2 separate regions of the Mus musculus genome follow, and region 1 is linked to region 2. A link is a contact called in public Hi-C data. All regions are on one chromosome and are shown on one strand. Each heading gives the region's core, a stretch centred on a gene start, on an enhancer-like site or on the middle of the called end of the contact. The rest is flanking DNA. Distances are from core to core; before and after follow the strand shown.

The links. A called contact is a pair of places that touch in the nucleus more often than the background predicts.
Region 1: a Hi-C map of uterus shows a contact between it and region 2, with 4 times the contacts expected there. The contact joins two enhancer-like sites. A contact is called at or near these places in 1 of 39 promoter capture datasets (hippocampal neurons), 1 of 484 Hi-C or Micro-C datasets (uterus), 1 of 115 datasets of contacts at active chromatin or transcription factors (astrocytes) and 1 of 9 other capture datasets (embryonic trunk).

What each region holds. Positions count from the first base shown.
Region 1 is chr13:59,349,482-59,352,331 of GRCm38.p6, forward strand. No RefSeq gene overlaps it. Among named protein-coding and RNA genes, the nearest start is that of Gm34721, 57 kb to the right of the region's middle. Within about 2 kb of position 1,465, at least 10 of the 459 cell types and tissues checked have an H3K27ac peak or open chromatin away from gene starts, as enhancers often do. A contact at or near this core is called in uterus, where this site is marked.
Region 2 is chr13:59,094,417-59,097,333 of GRCm38.p6, forward strand. All of the region lies in intron 16 of Ntrk2 (neurotrophic tyrosine kinase, receptor, type 2), which reads left to right. Among named protein-coding and RNA genes, the nearest start is that of Gm53063, 22 kb to the left of the region's middle. Within about 2 kb of position 1,560, at least 32 of the 459 cell types and tissues checked have an H3K27ac peak or open chromatin away from gene starts, as enhancers often do. A contact at or near this core is called in uterus, where this site is marked.

The sequences.
Region 1 (2,850 bases), core at 215-2,714, 250 kb after region 2:
GTGTTTGCGCTGCTTTTGCAACAGACATCGAGAAGTAGGGAGGAGGGGGGAGAGGGAGGAGAGAGATGGGGGAGAGGGGAAAAGAAAGAAGGGGGAGAGGGAGGAGAGAAATGTGAAGAGAGGGAAGAGGGGGAAAAGGGAGGAGAGAGATGAGGAGGAGAAAGGGAAGTTGGGGGAGAAGGAAGAGAGAGATGAGGGGGAGAGGGGGAGAGAGGGAGAGGGAAGAGGGGGGAGAGAGGGGAGAGATATGGGAGAGAGAAGAGAGATATAAGGGGGAGATGGAAAAGAGAAGCAGGGAAGAGAGAAGAGGGAGGGAAGAGTGAAAGAGTGAAAGAGAGGGAGAGACAGAGAGAGAACTAGAGGAAGATAGAGAAGAGAAAGAGAATGTGTCCCTGTGTTGGAGAGAGAGATTATGTGGCTATGTTTGCATGTTTGTATGTCTATGTGTATATGAATGTGTGCGTGTTTCTGTCTGTGTACCTCTGTGTGACTATGTATACTTATCTTTGTGTCTGTGTGTATGTATGTGTATATGTGTGTGTGTCTGTAGCTGTATGCTTGTGTTTGTGTGTCTATGCATATATGTGTATGTGTGTGTGCGTACATGAATAGATGTATGCTTATGTGTGTATGGATGTGTATGTGTGTGTGGGTGGATATGCGTATGTCTATGCATGTATTTGCATATGTGAATGTGTGTGGATGGATGTGTGTGTGTGTGTAGATGGACTTTGGGGGGATGGATGTGAGTGTATGTGTGTGTATGGGTGTGTATGGATGTGTGTGTATATGAGGGGGTATGTGGGGGGTGTGTGGGGAGATATGTGTGGATGGATGCGTGTGTGTTTCTGTCTGTGTACCTCTGTATGACTGTGTATACTTATCTTTGTGTCTGTGTGTATGTATGTGTATATGTGTGTGTATGTGTGTGTAGCTGTTATGCCTGTGTTTGTGTGTCTATGCATGTATGTGTATGTGTGTGTATGGACATTAGGGGGATGGATGTAAGTGTGTGTGTGTGTGTGTGTATGAGTATGTGTGTGTGGGTGTGTGTGTGTATGTAGGGGGGTGTCTGGGGAGATATGTGTGGATGGATGGATGTGTTTTCCCTGACTTTAGAGTGAGTCTGTGTTTGTCATCTGTGTACAGTTCCGGGTGCATCTCATTCTGTCCCCTAATCTTCATGACATAAAACAGTTTCAGTGTGAGGACCTCAAACAACCTCTCCTGTGTCTTAAGAAAAGATCTCAAAGCAGACAGAGCACGGCACTGTGGGGTCTGCAGATGGCTCGTAAAACACAAAGCAGGTCACTAACATGTAGCCAGCAGCCAACAGAAAATCAGCTTGCGGTTGGATGTCTCCCAGCTCTTTAAGGAAACAGCAAGAGCCTCTATTGCTGCTCTCATTTCTTTATTGACTCCGTGGTGAGGAGTTAGAAAACCCTCAGTGTTTACTGCATCTATAAATGCTGGAATCAGCCCAGATAATGTAAAGGAAAGGAACGCCAAGCCCGGTTTCCTTTCATACTGCATGACACCATTCAAAGCTCTGTTCCACTGAATTTGAAAATTACTCTGTGGACAAAATTTATAGAGGGGATGGTTTGTTTCAGAGGAGGCTCAAAGGTCTTAAAGTAATCATGAGAGCATTGTGTTTTTTAAGTTTGAGTGTGTCTCTGTTTAAAATCTTGTAAACCGTGTTTTTCAGTCAAGTTTCCTTTATAAGACAAATGTTTTGCTGCTACAGCAAACCTCATCCCGGAATAATTCCTCTCAGGTTTGCACCAGGACGCAGCCTTGCAGAACAGAACCATCTGCACGCAGATGGAAGAGGACCGCTCTTGCCTCTCTCTACAAGGCGGCTCATGGTTCTTCCCTAAGGCAACGCCTCCTGTGGCTCCTTCAACCAGTCACTCTGTCATGGCGAGGTCCTCGCTCCCGGGCTCCGTTATTAGTCACATCCTAGGAGTCTTCATCTTTCCATAAAGTTCAATCTCCCCTAAGATGGCCTGTGCCCAACAGGCTCGGCCCAGCTTCAGGGTGGGAGTCACATTTCCTCCTCCTGAGCAGTAAATGTCTTTAGTTCCTTAAGTGGCTTTGGGGGCCGTTTCAATGTTAGGCTCCTATAGAACACCCACGTGGTAGCGCTCAACTAGGCACAACTCTTTTTCCAGTGGATCTGCTGCCCTCTTCTGGCCTCCTTAGGCACTGCATGCATGTGACGCACATACACATAAAAGAGCTAAATCTAAATAACAAAGCTCCTCACAGCATAGATTCCCAGAGTAAAGAGACACAGCCTTGAAGGAGGGGGCGGGGGGGGGGGGATCTTTGTCAGCTGCACAGAAGATAATCACATGTCCAGGGATTAATGCCCAATGGAAAGTGGAACTCAAAAAAAAAAAAAATCAATAATCCAGCCAATAAACCTGCAAATGAACTGAACTGACACTTTTCAAATGAAGCACTGATGGTCAATACATACACAGGAAAAAAAAAAAAACCTTTAATATTCTTATCCTTCTGGGAAGTGCGAATCAAAATTGTTTTGCTATTTGACTTCACTCTAGTCATAATGGCTATCGTTAAGAAAAATTAATAAATGTTGGCAAGAATATGGGGCAAAGTGGGCCCTTAAACATTGTTGCTTGGCTATGGAAGTTAGTACGGAGGCTACTCAAAAGAAAAAAATTAAAACAGTACTATGTCCCAGAGATACCACTTCTGGGTCCAAATTCCCAAGGAATCTAAGTCAGTTTACTATACTCCCTGCACACCCTCGTTTACTGCGCCCCTTTCTGAGATAGCCTCATACCTGCATACCAATGCTTACTGCGTGTGGTCCTGTTC
Region 2 (2,917 bases), core at 310-2,809:
ATTTCCTAAGTACTTGACATTGTTTCCAATACTTACCTCCCCGACTCAGAGTTCTAGGCAGGTGAGGGCTGTGCGCATGGTTATTTCCCCATGTGTAACAAGGATAGATTGAAAGTGTGCACAAGGTCACTGGAGGAGAGCACAGACCCTGCTCAGTCACCATTGGGTTTGACCCTGAGTCACAGAAAGGAAGTACCAGCTTCAGAGGTGGGGACTGGGGGATGGAGAGAGCCCAGCCATCCGCCTGCACGCTCAGGTGGGCCCAGTGGTCTTCCAGTCCCCATCCTGTCTGCTTCCCCAGACCCCAGCAAGCCCTTTCCTTTCTTACCCTGACAACTGAGGCCTTGCTGTGGAGCTCTTTAGCATTCTGCATCCACATTCTGTTACCCTGACCCAGTTTCAGGCTTTGAAACTCAACTGCTGCTGACAGAATCTGTGCAGGGGTATGGCTCCCCCTCCCTGTTCCCTAAATAAAAGATGAAATCAGAATGGCCATGTAGATGCTGCCTCAAAACGGTGCTTTATTTAGAGAGAGGTGTTAGTTATTACTGGCTACTGGCATTTAACATTTGTTGGGTGAACAAAATCTGCCGAACGAACGCCGAGGAGAATGTGAAATGGACGAGCCTCCACCCAGGGTACGCTGGGGCCCAAATTAGACCCAGACAAACCAGTAATGTGCAGCAGCAAGGATGGGCCCACAGGGAGCCCCTCAGCAGTGTGGGTCCCTGAGAGACAGAGGTGGTACAACCATGTGTCTGAGATAGGAAGTAGACCTTGCTGAGGCCATTTTGAAATGCAGAGCAGGGTGAATCAAACACTCCCTGGGAGTCATTAGAGATGAGAAACCCTCTGGAAAGACAGTGGGATTCTGGAGGTCCCTTTCTGCGCTTAGCTTCTGCAAGACTGGGGCTCCTGTCAAGGTGCACTTCAGAAAGTGCTGCCTCTTCAGGCCTGTATCCCATGACAAGAGGCCAGAGGCACACCTCTGGACAGTGAGGTGGAATGGGCAAGAAGAGTCCTCTCTCTCCCTGACATAGCAGACTACATCACTGTGGGTGATCCAGACCTACCCAACTGAATGGAATCTAACAAACTGCAAACCTGGGTGGAGTCTGAGTGAGAAACTCAGAGGCTGCTCAGCTGGTTTTGCCCAGTGTGGCTCAAGCCACAGGACCTTTCCGAGCCCCGGTTTCTTAATCTAGGAAGTGGCAGTCACTGTTTTAGGCTTGCTGGCTTGCTGTAAGAACTAACACAGATGTCCATAAGAAACCATCGTATGGCCTGGGACACAGGTTGGCCGTGTTTCAAGCTCTCAGACATACCACCTTCGTCTAGACAACTAAACAGAAACTCCAGGCCAGGACCAGATTGAAGTTAATAATTCCAGACTCAAGGTTTTAACTCAACATCTCACACCAACTTGTCCAAAGATAATCACTCTGTAACAGAGGACAAGAAACATATGGAAACAACCCTTGAGATCCTCAGATAAAGCCAACAGATTCTTTCTAGTCCTTCCAAGTAGAACAATCCTGGAAAAGTAGGGAGGAGTGATCTTTAAAAGAAAAACGTATCTGATTCGCCACAAGCCCCAACTGTAACACGATGCTTAAACTGACTTAACAAAGAGCGCTGTTTTTTTTAACTGTGAAGCGATCACAATACTCTTTCAATTTGAACATTATTACGAACATATGAGACCAATGTACACAGGTCATAAAGATGTCAAAAGAGGGAATAGATTTAGCATGAAATATTAGCTCAGGAAACTGCATTTCTAAAGCCCTTAGCCTCTTCCCATTACTGCCAGAAATGACGGCCTCTGAAGTCAGCCTGCACAGCTTGGGAGGTGTCGATCTGAGGGGCTGAGCGGGACCTCCGTCAGTTTCCTACTCTGCCACACTTAAAAAATCAAAGCTACAGCTGGGAAGATGGCTTAGCAGCTGAGAGCACCAATTGCTTTTACAGAGAGGACTGGGATTCAGGTCCTAGTACCCACATGGCAGGTCAGAGCCATCAGTCACCCCCTTGGAGATCTGACACCCTCTTCTGGCCTCCACAGGCCTTGTACATTTGTGGCACACAGGCATACATGCAGGCAAAACACTCATTCACAAAACAAAAATAAATGTATTAAAAAGCAAGGGTGGAAGCCTCGTATAAGAGAGAAGGAGGAAAGCAAGACTTGATTCTTCTCCAGGAAACAGGGCATACTGTATAGGGCACAGGTGTACAGGGAACAGGTGTGCAGGGCACAGGTGTGCAGGACACAGATTTGCAAGACACAGGTGTGCAGGGCACAGGTGTGCAGGGAACAGGTGTACAGGACACAGATTTGCAAGACACAGGTGTGCAGGGCACAGTTTTGCAAGACACAGGTGTGCAGGGCACAGGTGTGCAGGACACAGATTTGCAAGACACAGGTGTGCAGGGCACAGGTGTTCAGGGAACAGGTGTGCAGGGAACAGGTGTGCAGGGAACAGGTGTGCAGGGAACAGGTGTACAGGACACAAATTTGCAAGACACAGGTGTGCAGGGCACAGGTGTCCAAGGCACAACCTTTTCAGCTTTCCACATTGAAAGTGGAGAAGCTTTCTGTTGTGTCTCTACCCTAACAGCACATAACTGAAGAGAATTTACCATGTATTGAAGGTCAAAGTCTACCCATGCTATCTGGGTCCTGGAAGACAGGTGGACAGTGCTAGGAGCCCATTATGCAAGGTGGAGCCAAAGAGCCAGAGCCCTTTAAGGGGCTAACCATACCATGGTATCCCATTAAAGATAAAACAGAAGGAGTATGAGACTAGAAGAGAGAGGGGTGGGGAGAGAAACAAGTTGAAGCTAGTATCTGTCACATGTCACTACTCTCTAGTGCTTATGCTTTCTTTGTGCTGTGGCTGGTTCAAGGATGGCG